Regions from separate parts of the Danio rerio genome. Here region 1 is linked to region 2. Evidence: chromatin contacts called from public HiChIP or PLAC-seq data. All regions are on one chromosome and are shown on one strand. Each heading gives the region's core, a stretch centred on a gene start, on an enhancer-like site or on the middle of the called end of the contact. The rest is flanking DNA. Distances are from core to core; before and after follow the strand shown. Region 1 holds the start of septin7a (septin 7a). Region 2 holds the start of si:ch73-171o20.1.

Evidence for each region. HiChIP or PLAC-seq counts read pairs in DNA pulled down with a chosen protein or histone mark.
Region 1: an H3K4me3 HiChIP or PLAC-seq map of embryo shows a contact between it and region 2, with 3 times the contacts expected there. The contact joins the promoter of septin7a here to the promoter of si:ch73-171o20.1 in region 2. A contact is called at or near these places in 2 of 18 Hi-C or Micro-C datasets (caudal fin and an unstated tissue) and 2 of 4 datasets of contacts at active chromatin or transcription factors (caudal fin and embryo).

Annotation. Positions count from the first base shown.
Region 1 is chr19:12,524,300-12,528,207 of GRCz12tu, reverse strand. septin7a (septin 7a) reads left to right here and starts at 1,552. Exons shown (of 15, transcript NM_201161.1): 1 at 1,552-1,627; 2 at 3,306-3,307. The coding sequence starts at 1,573. It also overlaps a transcript of hsbp1l1 not described here.
Region 2 is chr19:12,355,223-12,358,628 of GRCz12tu, reverse strand. It overlaps si:ch73-171o20.1, which reads right to left and starts at 1,822. Exons shown (of 9, transcript XM_073931544.1): 1 at 1,773-1,822. The coding sequence starts at 1,775. The region is part of intron 2 of irgf3 (immunity-related GTPase family, f3); the gene reads left to right.

The DNA.
Region 1 (3,908 bases), core at 303-2,802, 170 kb before region 2:
AAGTCCTTGTTCGTACTGCTTTTAAGTTTGTTGATCTCCCAATACACTCAAAATACATTTTCGTTTCAATTCTAAATTTAGGAAAAAAAGGTTTACACTTACAAAACTTGCTCTAGTGAACGTGAAATTTGCCCAACAATAAGGTTTATGAAATAAGTATTATTTTCCTTTTCACATTTATGGAAACCAAAGATAACATTCTTCATGTAAATTCAAATCTGCATTCACATTATCTTTTATAAAATCAAGAACATCACACCAAAATGTCATTCAATGAGGGCAAATCCAAAATAAATAAACAAAAGTTTCAGCATTTACTAAGCAAAAAGAACAGTTGGTGTTAATATCATTCTTAAGCCTTTTAAGATTACACTTGAATGAGCGTGTCTAGATGTTTCCCAGAGATAGGTTGTGGCCAATAGTATCTGGATGCAGCCTTTATGATGCAAGCTAAGATTGCATCACTCAGCGATGCAATGTCAGACATAATGCACTCAAATGGAGTGAGTGACGCACTGTGAGGGGTAGGGTTATGGGTGGGGTTAGGTGAACCCATTAAAAAGCACTGGACGCAGCTCAGGTTGCACTGCACCAGGTCTGCATCCAGACCTCTCTCCTTGTGGCTGGAAGGGCGATCCCAGATTAATAAAGGGACTAAGCCGAAAAGAAAATGAACGAATGAATGAATAGCATCTATGAATCAGTTTAAAGGGGACTCTCTTATTTTGTTTGCTATAAAAAATGTGTGGGGTAAAGTGACCAATTTTTATCCAGGAAATATCATTCACAAAACCATTCTAATTTGATATTACATAAATCACAGTAACAGAATCTTCCTGAAACAATTGCATTTATAAAGGGTTGAATATAAATTCTCTACCACACCAATAAACCCTACCACAACATGATGGATCATGAACTTATGTCAGCTGCTATTAAAGTCATTTATGGACAGTTTTTTACGTATTTAACATGTTTGGACTGTCGTATTATACTTTTCCGCATTAACAAAGTGTTTAGTTTAGTTTAGTTTAGTTTAGTTTAAGCTGTTAGGACAGAAAAGTGCATCAACAATGAAAAAGCGGCTGTTAATGCACTTTGGCCAGCAGGTGTCAGCATTGTTTGTCTCTTCACAGATCCAAGACCAAGGAAAGGAAACTGAAGTTTGATGCCTTTAGCCAGACAAGCATAAATAAGGGGATTTAATGTTGATCTGTGCACCTTATGAGTAGATAAAAAAAGAAAATTCACAAAAATTTTCATTATATCCCACATATGAATATAGAACTATTATTCATCTTTTATATTTCGTAAAATTACTTTGATACATGTTTTGCACAATAACTTTTTATTTTAAAAAGGTTATACTTATTAAAAGTGACCACCAAGTCGCATTTAAATGCAAAAATATTTCCCTTAGTGCCCGTGTGGTTTATTCGAACTATCGCGAGATTTGAGCGGACGCTATTCACCAAAGATACGCCACGGCCGTCGCCCTCAAGGTTGCCAAGGGAGACTACGCAAGAAATGTAACGTACGCCTGTGGGCTGGACCGTGAGTTGGAGAAAGGGAATGTCGATCGGTGAGAGATCGGTTACAGAGGCGGCCGGGAGCGTCAACAGAATGGGTGAGTATTTATTCCCTTTCTCTTTAATAAACAGGCAGTTTGTCCAACTCTTCTGTAAGTAGATTTATTGTCAGATATGTGCAGCGTCTTTTACGGGCGCGTGTTTAGTTGCGCGCGGAAGATGCGTTTCCTGAGCGTGTGTTAACCAACAGACAAATAGATCGACTCGAGCGGTCGGTTTCTGTGTGGTTTAGTGTTTATGCTGTTTACGTGACGATTAAGGTTAGGTTTTGTCATGTAAAATTTTAATTGTACGTTTTTACTAACAGCAATGTAGTGTGGGTGGTGTAACGATAACATCAGACAGTGCTGTGCTGTGGTGCATAGTATTCATCTGTCTTGATATTTCCACTGTGTTTCAAAGAAAGCAACGTTGTACAAAACATAACCATAAAATATTGTTCAGAAATTCATGGAATACTATAATACGCTAAAGACTGTGTGTTTAAGCAATGAATGTAGTTTTCTGGCCAGACATTTGCAGCTCTTGGAGAAGCACCTCCATGTGTTTGTCACTCTCAGCTTAGAAATATTCATATGTGAGTTATGCAGTAAGTCAGAGATGTCAGTTTTGCTTCTCCTGGAGGCTTTTGTTCAGTTTCAAACACATCACACTGAAACCACAACACTCAGACACATAAACTAGATAATCAAAGTCTTCAGGATCACTACAAACTTTCTGACGTGTGTTGAGCTAAACACCCGAAAGTGAGATTGCATCCACTTGTTGTAGAACTGAACACTGGATCCATGGAATGATAGATTGATTGAGAGGGGGTGGATGATGGAAGCATTAATCGAAGGATGGAAAAGGTTTTTGGATTGACATGGATGGATGTATTGATGGGTGAAGTGAGTGGATCTGTAATCATTAGGAGTGTAGGTACAGCTCTTTCAGCTCAGTGTGCATGTTGTTTTAACCTCTGAATTTGTAGAACATAATTCTAAAGTTCTATACATATGTTCATTTTAACAAATCAACATTGATTCTTAAATCATGGAGTCAATATTTTTGTCTATGCAGTTTCAGTTCTCATGTAAACTTTTTCAGATATAGATATAATAAGCACAGCTCTGGTTCAAAAATGCAACAAGCTTTGTGTGTGTCTGTGTGTTTTTAACACCACATCATAGTTCAAATTCCAAGTGCATTTTATCTAGAATCCAAACAAAACTATGTGGTTTTGACTCTCTTTAATGTGGCATGACAGATCCATGGACAGCGTGAGTAAATGTCATCATTCTTTTCTCTTTACAATTAGTTATATTAAAAATAAGCAAACATGGTGCAAAGAAATCTTTCAGATTGGGAGCTAGTGGCCAGGATGCACAAGAAAAGAAACCAAAAAGTAATTTTGGTGAAATCCTTACATCCCTTTAAATTGACATACTCTTCACCACTGATATACGGCTCTCATTTTCGCATATGTTGTTATTCTGACCTGAAGTGACAAGCGCGTTGGCGTGGATTCCTTGATCATTTACAATTGGCTTTGCGCTCTCAGTCCCAGCCCACCATCAAGCATTTTTTCTTAGAGGATGACAAATGGAAAAACCATTGCAGCCGTGCTGATTTAAGTTTATGGAGAAAAGTAAAAAGCATGGCATTGTTTGGATGCGCTGTGTTTGTCTGAGGTAATTAGTCTACCGTTACTAAAATTCCATACAAAGTGTGAAGCAGTCTGGTTAGTTGAATCTTGATGCACTTGTGTGATTCGGACCTGTTGAGATGTTTTCAACAAGGTGCGGTTGAAAAAATGCAAGCACATACGCTTCCAAATCGCTTCCATACACGTGCCTCCATTGGAAATGACAAACTTACACCCTAAGCTTAATGCCATTGCACTCATGACCCACATTTAAATAAAACTATAGCGCTTCATACCATATTTCCTTTTTTATCTATATTGACAATGGTGTTCGGTCAATAAATATCCATACCGATTTTATCGCCCAGTCCTACAATCTTCCCTAGTCCCTAATCTTCTATCTCATGAAAATGCTTACTCGGAAACTGTGAAAAGACTAATTAATGAAAACAATTTGTAAACCTAAACTTAACATTTATGCTTTTGTACTTAAAGCAAGTTATTTGCCTTATCCAAAATGTATCAAAATAAAAATAACTTCAAATCCAAGTTACTTTATGTACCCAACTTTTATTATATATATTATATTATATATTTATATATTAGTGTCTGAACCACAAACATGTAAACATTAATACCTAAATGTTTTATTTTTATTTAAAAAAATAAAAATTTGCACACGTAAAAGTAAT
Region 2 (3,406 bases), core at 573-3,072:
CAGTTCCTGCTGCTGAAAAACATCTGCTGCCACCACCATGCTTCATTGTAGGGATGGTATTAATCTGGTGCCTGGTTTTCTTTAAAAGTCATTCACTCTAAAGAGTTAAATTTTAGTCTCATCAGACCAGGGAGTTTTGTTTAATATGGTCCTTCAGATGCCTTTTGGCAAATTCCAGGTGGGGAGTGACTTCTGTCTGGCCACTCTACTATACAGGCTCGACTGGTGGATTGCTGCACAGATGGTTGTCCTTCTGTAAGGTTCTCCTCTCTCCACAGAAGAACGCTGGAGCTTAGACAGATTGACCATCGGGTTATTGATCACCTTCCTGACTAAGGTCCTTCTCCCCCGATCACTCAGCTTAGATGGCTGGCCAGCTCTAGGAAGAGTCCTGGTGGTTCCAAACATTTTTCACTTACGGATGATGGAGGCCACTGTGCTCATTGGAACTTTCAGAGCAGCAGAAATTTTTCTGTAACCTTCCCCAGCCTTGTGCCTCGAGACAATCCTGTCTCGAAGGTCTACAGACAATTCCTCATGCTTGGTTTGTGCTTTAACATGCACTGTCAACCCTGGGACCTTAGATAAACAGGTGTATGTCTTTTCAAATCATGTCCAATCAACTGAACTTACCACAGTAAAATTAACCTGCTGAAAGATCTCAAGAATGATCAGTGGAAACAGAATCTACCTGAGCTCAATTTAGAGCTTCACAGCAAAGGCTGTAAATATTTATGTACATGTGATTTTTTTTTTTTTTTTTTTAGGTTTTTTTATATTTGATAAATTTGCAACAATCTTTTTTTCCCATATTGTCATTATGGGCTATTGTGTGTAGATGTTTGAGGAAATAAATGAATTTAATCCACTTTCGACAAAAGGCTGTAACATAATCATTTAGAAAAAAGTGAAGATCTATAACACTTACAAAATAAGACCCCCTTGTGTTATAGCTTCATTTTTATAAAATTTAAATAAGAATACCAAACTGTTTTGTAAATCATTACTTATTTATTGAAAGAAATACATAGTTGCAATAGCTAGCCCACTGTAGTCTAACTAAAGCTAATGAAGGTAACTTGTGATTGAGCAGACAAACCACCAATGCTAATGCACTGTGTTTTATAGAGACATGATTTCAGGCCATCCAAAAACATTTACGGTGAAAAACAGTTAAGTATTAAATAGTTAATTCGTTTATATTTCAGCAACTCCTTTCTAACATTTAGATTAAGAACAATGCTCTGAATTACCTTTACAAACAGTCCAAAGTCCTTTTGTGTGTTTGTGCACATGATCTGTACATTTTAAGATAAACTGAACTGAAATCAGCATAAGATGGAGAGATCTTACTTTTTATCAGTTTGACTGTTAAGTTTCAGAGCAGAAGATGCAGGAATACTATAAAAAGAAGCTGTAAAGAAAGATTATTCAACCTTTTACAAGAAACCTATTGTTTCAGTATTTCTTATTTGATCTAGATGTTTCAGAGTGAAACATGTTCAAAGTTGTCATTTTTATTTTTTTTTAAAAAGAAAAAAAAGAAAAGAAGCAACATACACTGTAAAATTGCAGTGTTCCACACCATTCATGTTGGATTAAATATAAAACAATTATGTTGTCACAAAAATCTCAAGAATTGTGCTGCTTTAGCTTATTTAAAATAAGCAGTTGTACAAGCAGCAAAAAAAAATTGAGTAGTTACCTTTCCATCTTTCCAAACAATAAAATAAATGTGACAAATGTGAAACAATCAGCTTGTTTTTTCTTACCATATATTTATGCTTAGTCCTCACCACAAGAAAACACTGGTGCAGATATGATGTCTGGCTTTACAGACTAAAATATTTTATGCAGGACACAGCCAAAAAGGGATACGCCCAAGCTACACTTTCATTTTCACCTATTCCCTAAATTCACAGTGTCATGGAATTCAGGGATACAATACGTTTTTCATTGTTACATGTACAAAATACATAGCCAGGGTTTTAGAAATAGTATATAAGCTTTTCTTTTAGGGCATTGATCTCAAGCAGCTCATCAACATGATATATTTTATAACACTGAACATCTTTTTGGAACTGAACTTACATTACAGAGCCCTAAACCAGCTTCTTTGTAACAAACTTCTATCACACAGAAGTACCAGTCTTTAAGACTGTTTCTCATGGGATCTATTGTTCAAACACCCTGCTATTCCTAGAAGCATAAGCATAAAAAGGACATTTCAACATTTCAGATGACAACTTGAAAAATGTGTTAACAAATAAGTGAGCATGTACACTATTGTCACTGTGTAGCCTTACTTCTCACTGTTTCTTCCAGTTACAAAAATTAAACAGAAATGCAATTTGAAACATAAAAGGCAGTGGCTGTTTCTCAATATGCGTTCTTCAGCGGTCTTGCGTCCTCGTGTTCTCGTGAAACGTCATCATCAGCTGCCTAAGTTCAGTTCCAATACTCAAGACCGCAAGTACGGAGGACGCATGAAACTTCCCCGATGTGTTCTTGATATCGAGGACGCACTAATGCAGACTTGAGCACCGAACTCGCTCTGGAAGTCCCAGAAGTCATTGCGACTGGAGGTGGGAAGCGCAGCATTTTATCTAGACTTATTATTAAAGTTCATAGATATGAATTATTTACTTCAGGAGTTTCCCTAAATGAAACGGTGAAAGTAAACATTACCATGGACATCTTTATAAAGGAATAAACACATTAAGGGTGTTTGTTTGCTGAAATTCGTATTAAAATCTGTTTTATTTATATTGTGCAACATATATTTATAATGTTTTTATGCAAAGTATATATTTTGAAAAGGGGAAAAACAATAAATCGTTGTATGAAGGCTGTAATGTTTAAATAATTTACCATTTAAAACACGTGAAGGTCATGTGACCATCAGGAAGAACGCAGCATCCCATTTCTCAAAGGACGCGTTCTCTGCCCTCGCGGTCTCCTGAGTTCGTTCTTCTGAGGACACCTGGCAAGACCGCTCTCCACAAGAACACAAGTCCGTTCTCTGCGTTCTTGGAATTGAAAAACAGCCAGTGAGAAACAGGAAAAATCTTCCACAGAGAATATAAAGAGGGCCATTATTGAATATTGTGGTGAACTCAACAGCATTTTAATGGGAATTCCAGCTTCTTGGTAAAACTGCTGACACATGTTTTTAAAACAATGTGACATTTTTTTTAAAACTCTACACACATTTCTCAAAACTGCACACACACAAAATGCAAAATGCCTCACATCTCCTTCAAAATGTAACAGTGCATTTATATTGCCACAAAATGCAGGATGCATCCTTGCCAGGATGCCAGGAACTTCACAGTGGTGGTGGGTATCAGGACTTTATCGCCAGGCTGGAGCTGTCAGGGTTGTGCGGGCCGGTCGTATATCCTCT